Linked DNA regions of Zea mays: regions 2, 3 and 4 are each linked to region 1. A link is a contact called in public Hi-C data. All regions are on one chromosome and are shown on one strand. The core of a region is the stretch at or near the end of the contact, and the rest is flanking DNA. Distances in the headings are between cores, read along the strand shown. Region 1 holds the start of LOC103649249. Region 2 holds the start of LOC103647704 (pre-mRNA-splicing factor ATP-dependent RNA helicase DEAH7). Region 3 holds the start of LOC100284220 (clathrin binding protein). Region 4 holds the start of LOC100192593.

Evidence for each region. Hi-C and Micro-C count contacts between places; a contact is called where the count stands out from the background.
Region 2: a Hi-C map of ear shows a contact between it and region 1, with 2.2 times the contacts expected there. The contact joins the promoter of LOC103647704 here to the promoter of LOC103649249 in region 1. A contact is called at or near these places in 2 of 25 Hi-C or Micro-C datasets (ear and tassel).
Region 3: a contact with region 1 is called in a Hi-C map of ear, with 2.6 times the contacts expected there. The contact joins the promoter of LOC100284220 here to the promoter of LOC103649249 in region 1. A contact is called at or near these places in 3 of 25 Hi-C or Micro-C datasets (ear, leaf and tassel).
Region 4: a contact with region 1 is called in a Hi-C map of leaf, with 7 times the contacts expected there. The contact joins the promoter of LOC100192593 here to the promoter of LOC103649249 in region 1. A contact is called at or near these places in 3 of 25 Hi-C or Micro-C datasets (ear, leaf and tassel).

Annotation. Positions count from the first base shown.
Region 1 is chr2:209,371,707-209,374,417 of Zm-B73-REFERENCE-NAM-5.0, reverse strand. It overlaps LOC103649249, which reads right to left and starts at 1,304. Exons shown (of 9, transcript XM_020548573.3): 1 at 502-1,304; 2 at 350-413; 3 at 176-242; 4 at 27-72. The coding sequence starts at 1,062.
Region 2 is chr2:208,944,718-208,947,428 of Zm-B73-REFERENCE-NAM-5.0, reverse strand. LOC103647704 (pre-mRNA-splicing factor ATP-dependent RNA helicase DEAH7) reads left to right here and starts at 1,395. Exons shown (of 16, transcript NM_001361368.1): 1 at 1,395-1,604; 2 at 1,693-1,901. The coding sequence starts at 1,718.
Region 3 is chr2:208,962,130-208,964,840 of Zm-B73-REFERENCE-NAM-5.0, reverse strand. It overlaps LOC100284220 (clathrin binding protein), which reads left to right and starts at 1,306. Exons shown (of 10, transcript NM_001157115.1): 1 at 1,306-1,566; 2 at 2,680-2,711. The coding sequence starts at 1,507. LOC103649247 (14-3-3-like protein GF14-A) reads right to left here and starts at 403. Exons shown (of 5, transcript XM_008673560.1): 1 at 368-403; 2 at 72-290. The coding sequence starts at 403.
Region 4 is chr2:209,069,707-209,072,417 of Zm-B73-REFERENCE-NAM-5.0, reverse strand. It overlaps LOC100192593, which reads right to left and starts at 1,365. Exons shown (of 2, transcript NM_001350133.1): 1 at 782-1,365; 2 at 1-686. The coding sequence starts at 1,162.

The DNA.
Region 1 (2,711 bases), core at 55-2,554:
AATGAGTATGGGTTTGGGGCTCTTACCTCCTCTGGATCCACAGGCTCCGCAAACACTCCATATGTATCCTTCCTGCGGAATAGAACAGTGGCAAAAGGGAAGAAATCGCGCTCATTAAAACTTGATGCAACAAATACCATCTTGCGTTTCCGACAAAGATGTGTGAAACACGCACTTTTGAAGTTTCTCGAGAATCATCTCCAGCGCCTTCCGGTCCGGCAGTGGCGTCGTCCTCGCTGTCCCTGAATCCACCAAGCGGGAAAAAACAAATAAGATTTCCACGAAGAAAGGCGCTCAAAAATCAATCATCGAACAAGCAGAGGCCGAGCAAGCGGAAAGCAAATCGGACCTGGCACCGAAGACCGCTTCGTCCGCGGCGCGCTCGCGGGGTCGCTCCTACCACCAGCAACAACCTGGAAGAAGCGCAGATCTAGCGTTAGCGAGCAGCTGCGCGGTGAAGCAAAGGCAAGGCTGGCGGCTTATCAGGGGGGCATGGCCCACCTCGCGATGGCGAGATCTGTCGGCGCGCGGCTCGATCCGGCGCTTCTTGGGCGGCTTGACCTGCTCCTCGTCGCCGCTTCCGTCCCCGGCCAGGTCATCAGCCCCGTCGGAGCCGTCAGAGTACTGTGGGGGGAGTGGGGCCCGGCGGTGATTCTGGTCCGGGGGCAGCTGAGAGAGCTTGACGACGAGCTTGAGCTTGCGCCGGCGCCGGTCGGAGACCGAGGAGCCGGCGGCGCCACCGTCGCATCCGGAGTCGGAGCTGGACGGCTCCGGCGACAGCCCCCGCTGGCGGGGGCGAGAGGGTGAGGAGGACGGCGAGGAGGGGAAGGGGAAGAAGTCGTCGACGAGCGGGCGGGAGGAGGGGGCGGCGGCGCGGCGCGGGCGGAGCGAGCGGCGGGGCGGCGGCGACGGCGAGCGGCCGCCGCCGCCGCGGTGGTGGTGGTGGAGCAGCAGCATCTGGGACGAGGCGGCGGCGGCCCTCCGGCGCGCGGGCTGGTGCTGGTTCTGGCGCCTCTCCGGCGATGGGGATGGCGACGGCGATGGTGACGGCGACCGCGGCATGGCTGCCTGCCTGCTGCCGTCCGCGTCTTGGCCTCCTTGGGGTTTGGTTCGCCTGCCTTCTCTCTCTCTCTCTTGCTCGCCTTTTTTTTTTTGTTTGTTTAGCAATTCTATCGCTTGCGTCTCTGCGTGTGCATCTCCCCTCCCTCTCTCTCTCTTCCCTAGCTTCCACACACTCTCTCTTCCTATCCCTATCTCTTCTCTCTCCTAGCGACTTGCACCAACCACTACGGCTATCAGTCTACTTTTGCTGCTCTCTTTCTCTCTCCTCCGGGAGGACGATGAGCTTGGTCCATGGAAGGGTGAGATTATTGCCGACTGCTGCTGGTACATCAGAATTGAATTAGCGTATAACTTCTGCCAGAGCTTTGTCGACGGAGTACTGATAAACATCTTAAAGAGCAAAAGGTTTTGATAAAAAAAATACATAAATACACTAGCTACACAATGTACGTGCTATTAAATGATTAGATACATTTTGAGATTTGTACACGTTTCTTGTGCTTCAGCGTTCCACACAAACCACTCAGGTTTTGAGCTTGCAATGTTCTCTTAATCTTAGAACCACTCTCAGGTTTCATGTTGGAATGATTGTTCTTTTTCCATGTTAATCTAGATTGTTGCTTCCCTTGGTCAAACTTAAGGATGCGCTTTGACATCCAGGTATTCATTGTCTTGGTAAAAAAATTTCCCTAATTCAAGAGTGCCTATAATTAAATAACCAAATGTAGAATTTGCACAGCACGTTAACTATAGAAGACCAGCACGCGGGTGGCATCCTCTCTACGCATAACACTTCTTTTCGCTACGTATGAATTTCAACAAACACCAGGCTACACTTTGGTTGCTTCCCTGTACTGTTTGAGTGGTTATAGATAAAAAAAACAAAAAGGAGCGCGTATTTGAGTCTTTCCCGTTTGCCGCCAAAGAGCCTCCGGGACAGTAGACAGATCTAGGGTTCGGTGCACTGGTGCATGCGCCAGGTCCACGTAGCGGCCAGCCAGACCGCGTCGCTTTCATATTTTTTTTCTCTCTCTCCTCCAATTTTTCTCCGCTCGGCTTTCGATCTGCTCTGACAGCACGACAATTTCTGGTCCTTTTCATATTCGATATATATATATATTAAAAATACATGCTCGTCTTTGCCGGGGTCCAGCTCCTCCTTTCCCACATGGCCTGCTAGGGGCACACGCTTTGCTTTACACCAGGAAATTTCGCATGGCCTCCTCGCGCTTTCTATTGCCGCTGCGCCTCTAATCTTTTGTTGACTAGCGAGCGAGCACATGGTGTCGGTATTCAATGCCTGAGCGCAAAAGCCGCGGCAAATCTATTGTTTAAGCCAAATATTCTGATGAGTAAACCAGAGTGTGGGTGGGTGTCTTTGAGTGGAGCGAGAAGAATTGTCAAATATTCTGAGTAAACAGTGACAAGTGGCGTGCAATTTGGGGTGGCCTTGGAACGAAACTCTAAATTGACCCTGAATTAAGTGTGAAATTTGCAAAACATCCTCCATTGTTTGTTTCTTCTTACACTTTCGATAGCCTCATTCACATTTTTCTAATCTGATTCGAAGACTAAATTAATTCATGTACATACGTACACAGTACGCATAAGATGTATTAGCATGGTGTGAAATTGGAGTTGTTTATCTA
Region 2 (2,711 bases), core at 146-2,645, 430 kb after region 1:
TTTCATCGTATTTGGCAACATTAAAAGTAAATGTAACCTTTTCTTGCCATTTTTTTGAACTGGTTGTAAAAAAGAACATGCAGAAGAGTTGGCCTTCGTTGGCCAAACAAGGTCAGTAGTATATACATATGCGAATTCATAATCTAAACTATCACACTCTACAAGATGTATAATATAGGCAGTCGATTTTGGCATCTCTTTAAATCGACTTTCACAGGCCAAAATCCGTTGGTGTAGCTGAGCTATTGAAAAGAACTGAATGCCATCTAATTCGTCTATTAAGTACAATAATAACCCACTAAAAGGCAGTCCTGTTGGCTCTTTTTATGCGACATGGATTCGAAAATATCGGTTTCTAGTGTCCTGAAACCTCCAGATATAATCTTTAACCGATTTTTCGCGTCAATGTCGGACTAAGGCTGAATCAGACAAACCTAATTCATATTCTCGGGAAAAGAAATGCTCATGAAATTTACTCTCTAAGTCATTCTAGAAATAAATGGATTTAGGAGGCACGGTGGCGTACCATGCAAAAACGGTATTAGTAAGGGATAAAAAAACAACACGAAAGGCCAAAGCCATGCATTTAAGCTCGTCAGGACCAGTTTATAATATATACCGATACTAATTATGCTACATAGTACATATATTTATGTAATTCGGTACATACGTAAAAATCTATTACCTGTTGAATGAGTACAAAATTAATATGGCAAAAATGTACGACCAGATCAAATGATCCAGTTATCCTAATTCACATCAGGACTTGAAGGACCATAATAATATCAATTATGTTGACTTGCTAATATATGTATTTATACAATGGCACTTGTATTTGTGATTAATTTTCATGACTTTTTGAATATTTCTATATTAGTATTAAATTTTATGTGGATGTACGACTTTTGTGAATTTTCGAAGTCAACCGCGGATACATATTACGTTTTTTATCTATGAATTTTATACTTCGATTGTAACCGGTGTGTTTTCCATACCAAATTTAATTTTCGATGTTTTTGAATTATTGATGTCGTTTTTATTTTCGAAGATATCGTTTTTATTTCGTTTTAAAATAAAAATATGAAAACATAAATGATTTTGTGTTTAGACCGTTTTCACCGTAAAAGGCACAAGCACAAGTGCATGCATACATTGTGCGTTCGCTTCCGTAGTACAGGGCCCCCATGTGCGCCTTGCCGCCTTGCCTCCACTCCACACAACCGTGTCAGTACGGCACCCGGACAAGAGGCAAACGGCAAACCCGATCGGCCGATCCATTCTCCAACCCTAGCCGCCGGCCGCCGCCACCTACCCGGCTACCCCACGTTTCCAGTCCCCACTCCCTCCGCCGGCGCATCCTGCTTCCAGCCTCCATCGGCGCATCCTGCTCCTGGCCTCCCGCCACCGGCGCATCCTTGCTCCCGGCCTCCTGCCACCGGCCGCATCCCCAGGGCCGCGAGATCCTGCTCCCGCCACCGGCCGCCGCAACCTGCCAGCGTCCAGGGCACTCGCCCCCACCATCCGCCGCCGCCCCCCACCGGCAGTCGCAACCTGCCAGCGTCCAGGGCTCCAGGCAAGGGCCGCCACGTGACCACGTCTCGCAGGTGCGTTTGCAGTTTGCTGTGCAGGTCCCTTGCACATGTGACAGGTTGAGCAGTGAGCACTTATAATTTATAAATTTAATCTGTGCAGGTCAGCAGGTCCCTTGCCTCCTTCCATGGCGCATGCTGGTAGGAGCGGAACCGGCGCTCAAGCACAAGGTGCCCCGAGGCCGAGCAGTCATCAAGTTCCCTCAAAGACAAGTGCTGTGGCTGCAGGAGGTTCCTCAAGTGCACCTACACCGACGAGTGCTGCTGCAAATGCAATGCCATCTTCAAGTGCTCAAGCTCCACCATCAGAAGGTACATAACACGTAGCCTTAATTCTTAAATGATGATGATGTACAAGTTGGATGCAAAAGGAAGCTGAAACCTGATGTGTGTCTTGAATTTGAACAAGTAACAGTTGGTGGTAAAATGAAATCTGAATACACTTGATGTAAAAAGTTACTTGTTGGACATAGTAGAACCGTGTGATATCCTGACCCCTGTGATGGTGATTTCCTGGCTCAAGCCTTAATAGAATTAATAGAGTATCCATACCAACAAGGTGCATCTTCTTTTTCGGAAGCCTAAAGAACCTCCAAATTAAGTGTGCTTGACATGGAGCAATTTTGGATGTTTAACTGACCGGGAAGTTTTCTCGGGTGCGCATGAGTGAGGACAAAGTGTGCATAAAAGACCTGTGTTGGTTTGTGGGGACGATATATGATCCTAGAGAGTTGCAAGGAGTAAGCACCGCTGGTTCAGGATTGGACGGGGTGTTACAAGTGGTATCAGAGCCGACCCTCGCGGTTTTACGGGCGTGTGTGGGTTAGGGGGTTCGGGTATATGGCGCATGGCGCATGTGGGTCCAGAGTGGTCACATGTCATGGCATATGACGACACTAGACACACAGACTTGACTAAGAGGGAAGGTTTCTAGATTATGGTTGACCGACGAGGACGTCGGTCTTCTAAGAGGGGTGGATTGTGATATCCTGGCCCCCTGCGATGGTGATTTCTTGGCCCAAGGCTTAATAGAATTAATAGAGTATCCATTACCAACAAGGTGCATCTTCTTTTTTGGAAGCCTATCTCGAAAGAACCTCCAAGCTAAGCGTGCTTGGCTTG
Region 3 (2,711 bases), core at 57-2,556, 410 kb after region 1:
TAATTAAGATAAGACAAGTCTCGTTTAGCGAGAGGAGAGAGACAATCCATGACTGCCTGCCGAACTGCTACCTGTGCAGCCTGGTAGGCGGCGAGCGTGGAGTCCGCGGCGTCCTTGCGCTTGGCGCCGGTCTTGAACTCAGCGAGGTAGCGGTGGTAGTCCCCCTTCATCTTGAGGTAGAAGACCCTGGCGTCCACGGTCGCCGCCGCCGGCACGAGGCGCTCGTCGAGGAGGCGTAGGATCCCCGCGCAGATCCCGGAGAGCTCGGCCTCGACGCGCGCGCGGCACCCCTAGCGACGGCGGGGAGCGAGGACCATGACGACCTGCAGCGCTGGGGCGAAAGGAGGCGACGAGACGTAGTACCGACCAGAAGGATGCGTCCAAGGCAAGACTGTGTCGTCATGATATAGCCGTTGATTAGAAATCCGACGTCTAGAAATATTTGAGCCGACGTGGACAACGTTATAGACGTCGTTTCCGTCCGGCTTTAAAGATAAGGAAATTTGCTCTCGCGCTTGTGTGTGAGACACTGTCAGCCGGGGATCGCTGCTGGCTCTGGCTTGCTGAGGAGCGGCGGACCTCGTGGGGCCACTCGTTCAGGACCAATGTGTCTAGAGATGGCAATGGGTAAAAACCGCTGGGTATTACTTGCCCAAACTCATACCCACGAAGAAAAAATACGCCCGCTAAAAAACCCATACCCATGACAGGTATAAAATTTTGCCCAAACCCATACCCATGCGGGTTTCGGGTACCCAACGGGTTTCCCATACCCACTAACATCAACATAAAAAATAATTCAGCATGTAAATGACAATCAATACATTAATAAGCTAGCATAAAAGGAACAAATGATAACTAATTTTAGCCTAAAATTTATTACATGAAGTTTATTTCAATTAGAACATATTCAATTAATAATATTTTGAGACATATTTATAAGGAATGTTGATTTTAAGGCGGGTTTTAAAAACCCATGTGTTTGCGGGTATGGGTAGTGGAAGAACAAATCCATGCCCACGTACCCGTTGGGTTTCCATTTGAACCCATTAACAAACCCATGGATAGAGAAATTGACCCAAACCCATACCCTAAGGGCCAGTTTGGAAGTCCAAAACCCGGAGGGGATTCAAGGGGCTAAAATTCCCTTCTTATTCAAAATTGAATAAGGAGAAGATTTTAGCCCCTCCAATTCCCTTCGGGTTTGAGGCTCCCAAACTAGCCCTAATAGAGCAAAAATCCACCGGGTTTCGGGTAGCGGGTACCTATTGCCATCTCTAAATGTGTCTTTTCCTAGTCGTTAGCACGGGCTGGGCTTTCGTGGGCCGGGAGTGGGCGACGAACGATGGCTGGCTGGCCGTCCGTGATTGTTTTGGAACGGGCAGCGTGTTTGGTTGGTGCCTGTGCTGTGCCGCCGTTCGTCTCTGGGTAGCGTAGCGACGGCGCCACGGCGGCTTCCGGCTCGTGCGCGCGCGCGCGTGTCCGGGCGAGAAGAGCTGCCAAGGGATGGAGGCGCTGAGGAAGCAGGCGAGCAAGTTCAAGGAGCAGGTCGCCAAGCAGCAGCAGGTTCCTCCGGATCCCGCTCTCTGACATCTGATATTCTTCGTCCCGCGCATCTCGGTTCTGTACAAAATGTGCATGATTTGGGCGGTGTTTGGTTGCTCAATGTCACGCGAGGCTGCCGCCGGGATGTGCCTGAGAGATTGCTTTCCCGGTTTAGGGGGTCTCGGGGTTGTCATGTAGCTGGATCTCAGGGTTCCAACGCGAATTTGCATTTCTTGTACCGCGTGGATCTGCGAGCCCTGGGGGTCGGAGAGACCTGTTTTTTTAGGATGCACTATATCTTTTTGTGTTCTGTTGTAGCTTGCTAATTTGGAATGTGAATTGTTTATTAATCATTATAGCTCTAGTGTCAAGCGGACGTTGCAGTTCATTGATTCCATGGCTGCGGAAAATTAGTTACCATAAGGTTTTGTGTTTGGAGCAGAGGCATGGATTTGTGCTTCTAGTGACAGCGGTGGCACAGTATTAATTGATACTTGTGGCACAGCATGGGTCCATACCTGATGGAAGCGCTGTAAGGACAAATTGGGTGTCTATGTATTTACATGTGAGATGTGTTCCTTCTACAAGTTAGCATTTGGTATCTCACTTTTTTGGACTCTGTTGTGCTTGGACAATTGTGTTCTGCAATAATATGTCTACCTACTATACTATTATTTGTTGTCCATCTTTAATTACTTCCATGATGATCTTTATGGATAAGCTGTTATGCTGCTATATATGGAATTGACTAGGTACTCTTTTTTGTTGTTGCGTTTTTGCAGTTTCAACGCTTGTTTGTTTGTTTTTTAATTACAAGAAGCCAAGTAATGTACATGCTTCCTGCTATCTTATACTAGTTGCCTAAAGGCGTGCATGTAAAATTTAAACATTCTGACAAAAGAGGTTATTCTACAGCTTCATTATATTTTGTTTATTCTTGAGTTCTTCTGTATGTATCACACAGTGGAGGCAACAACTATCATACCACAAATTGAGACGCTGGGAACTTTAAAATGATATCAGCTATAGCCTTGTAGGCAGCTACTGTTTTGAAACAACAAATTTGTGGTTGCAATGTTCACTAGTGCTTTGAGGTCAATCATTTCCTTGCTTACATTTGTGATTTTTTTTCAGGCTGTTATAAAGCAATTCAGTACTACTGGCTA
Region 4 (2,711 bases), core at 116-2,615, 300 kb after region 1:
CGATCGTTGAACAGCCGGAGCAATCGTTTCAGCTCGTCGTTGGACACCTTCGATGGCCTCTTGCCGGCGAGCTCGGCGGTGTCCAACGCTCCAGCAACCTTCTCCTTGAACGCCGCGACCTCTTCCTCGCTGAAACCAACCACTCTGTTGCTGCCATCGTCGTTTCCCCCACAGTCATCTTCTCCACTGTCGTCGACCTCAAGCGGACCTAGGCTGACACCACCGGCACATCTCTCCGTTCTCAGCGACCGGCGCAACAGCTCAACGACCATCCTCTTCTGCTTGAAGATGGCGGCGAGGGTCTTGTTCTTCTGCCCGAAACACACGCGCGTGAACGCCAGCCACTCGCTGACGTCGACCCCTGGCACGGTGCCCCGCGGCCGGATCTCGACGAGGGACGAGTCCACCCGGGGCATGGGCACGAAGTCCCTCTTGCTCACGTCCATGAGCAGCCTGACGTCGGCGACCAGGCGCACGTTGGCCGCCAACCGGTTGTACTCCCCGTCGCCCGGCGCGGCCACGAGCCGCCGCGCGAACTCCTTCTGGAGCAGCAGCGTCGCCGTCCGGAACCGGTAGGGGCCGAACAGCAGCTTGGCGATCAGCGGCGAGGAGATGCCGTAGGGGATGTTGGCCACGCAGACGTCGAACTCCGGGAACTCTACCTCCACGGCGTCGCCCGCAATCACCTGCCGAACACGAGGGAGGGGGAACCGTCGTTCTCAGTCAGCAAGCTTTTCCTTTTAGACATTCTGTCGAGCGAGTGGCGGGCGGGCGGGCGGACCTTGAACTTGTGCGCGAGGCCGAGAGCAGCGGCGCGCGCGGTGACGGCCTCGACCATGCGCGGGTCGATCTCGACGGCGGTGACGCGCGCCGCCTGGGACGCGAGGAGGCGCGCGGTGAGGTTGCCCGTGCCGGGCCCGACCTCGAGGACGGCGTCGCCTGGACTGATGGCGGCGTGGCGCGCGATGGCGTCGAGGACGCGCGGGTTGGTGAGCAGGTGCTGCCCGCGCGGCTTGTGGAGCCGGAAACGCCCGTCCCACGCCTCTGATGTGGACGCCCCAAACTCAGGCGACGACGAGGTGGCGGTGGCGGCGGTGGGGGTGTAGAGGTAGGCTTGGCGGACGGCGCGGCGCGCCCAGAGAGCGGAGACGGCTCGCTTCATGTCTCGACTGCAGAGCTGCTTGGTTGGCCTGCTTGTACGACTGCAGAGGCGCTCGATGTCCCCGGCGTGTATCGGCAGCACCAGGTCCGCGCGCCACGGTCGACCCACTCTCAGTTTCGTGGTGTTTGCCTGTGTCAGGCTTCGCCCCTGCGCTTTCCCCGTTGATTGCTTCCTGGCCGACGCGCGATCCTAAAATGTTTGTGTCAGGCGACTCTGCCCGCATCGGTTTTTTTTTTTTTGGAGTAGTACAGGATGGATAATGTTTGAGATTGCTTACTGTGGCCGGCCTGCAGGTTCGTAGTGCTTACCCTGAGTGAATGGTTTGAGGGTGACTACTGTGGTGTCTGGTGTATGTATGCAAAATCGTTTGCCGCACTGGTCTGATGGTTCTGTTATACACGACTACACGCTACTGCTATTTAGGCCATATTTATTGGGAGCATATCGAATGCAAATACGTTTTTGGTACAAATCATGTGTAAATCTACTATTTTTTTTTTTGAAAATATCTGAAAAAAATAATATACATCTCAGCTAAGTTCATCTATACATAAAATTTTATTTTATGGTAAAATTTATCTTACTCTATCAGCTAAAAAAGATAAAATTTCTGACAAACATTAACCCTTCAAATGCACCAAAATCCGTGGGCTGACTGACGAGGCACTTGTACCTGTACTACTACTTCATATACATCCACTACCACTAGTGGGAGGCCATGCTCTGTCGATCATGCGGTGGCAGCAGCAGAAGCAGCGGCTGTGGATGGATGGGTGAGGCGCTAGTGACCCGAGAATCTCCGGGGAATACGAGGCCTGACTGCCTGAGCTGAGCGCGACCGCTTCTAGTGGGCGGGGCCGATGAGTAAGGCGCCGGGCGGAGGGGATTGTGTGACATGTCGCCATGTCGGCTCCGCCCTGGGACGACATGTCAGTTTCAGTGTCATCGTCGCCCGGTAATTGATGCTGGCGCTGTGCCTTTGTTTTGTTCAGTCGCCGACTCGCCGTGGGCGTCTTGGGACGCTAGTCAAGAGTGACTGTCTAGCAGGAGAGCAGGGGAGGGGGCGCCGGCGGCGCGCATCGCATGCATGCTGACCGGTACGGTGCATGCAGGGGCCCAGGCGGAAGCTGCTGCGACTGCGACCCACCTTCTGAGGCGGTGGCCCGGTTGGGCCGCGTCTCCTCCACCCCCATCATTCGCGGCGATGAAAAAGCCGCGGCAGGCCCACGATCGTGTTCGTGTTGGTGGTGGGTGCGCAGAGAACCGGCCGGGTTTTGGCAGTGACTGACGAGGCACACTGTGGCGTCCCTCACTCCTCAGGCCTCAGCTACTAGGCATGGCAGCAAGGCCACCCAACATCCGCTGTGTGTGCCTGTGTGTGTGTAATGCATGCGTGCCCAAAATGACTCTCGTGCCTAGCTCCCACCCTGTTTTCTCGTTTTTTTATGTGTTTGTTTTCGGCGGCAAACTTGTTTTTATCTAGCTACGACTACTGTTTTATTTGCTGTTAATTTCTTCTAAGCTGCTTTCCTTTCCGAAGCATCCAAAC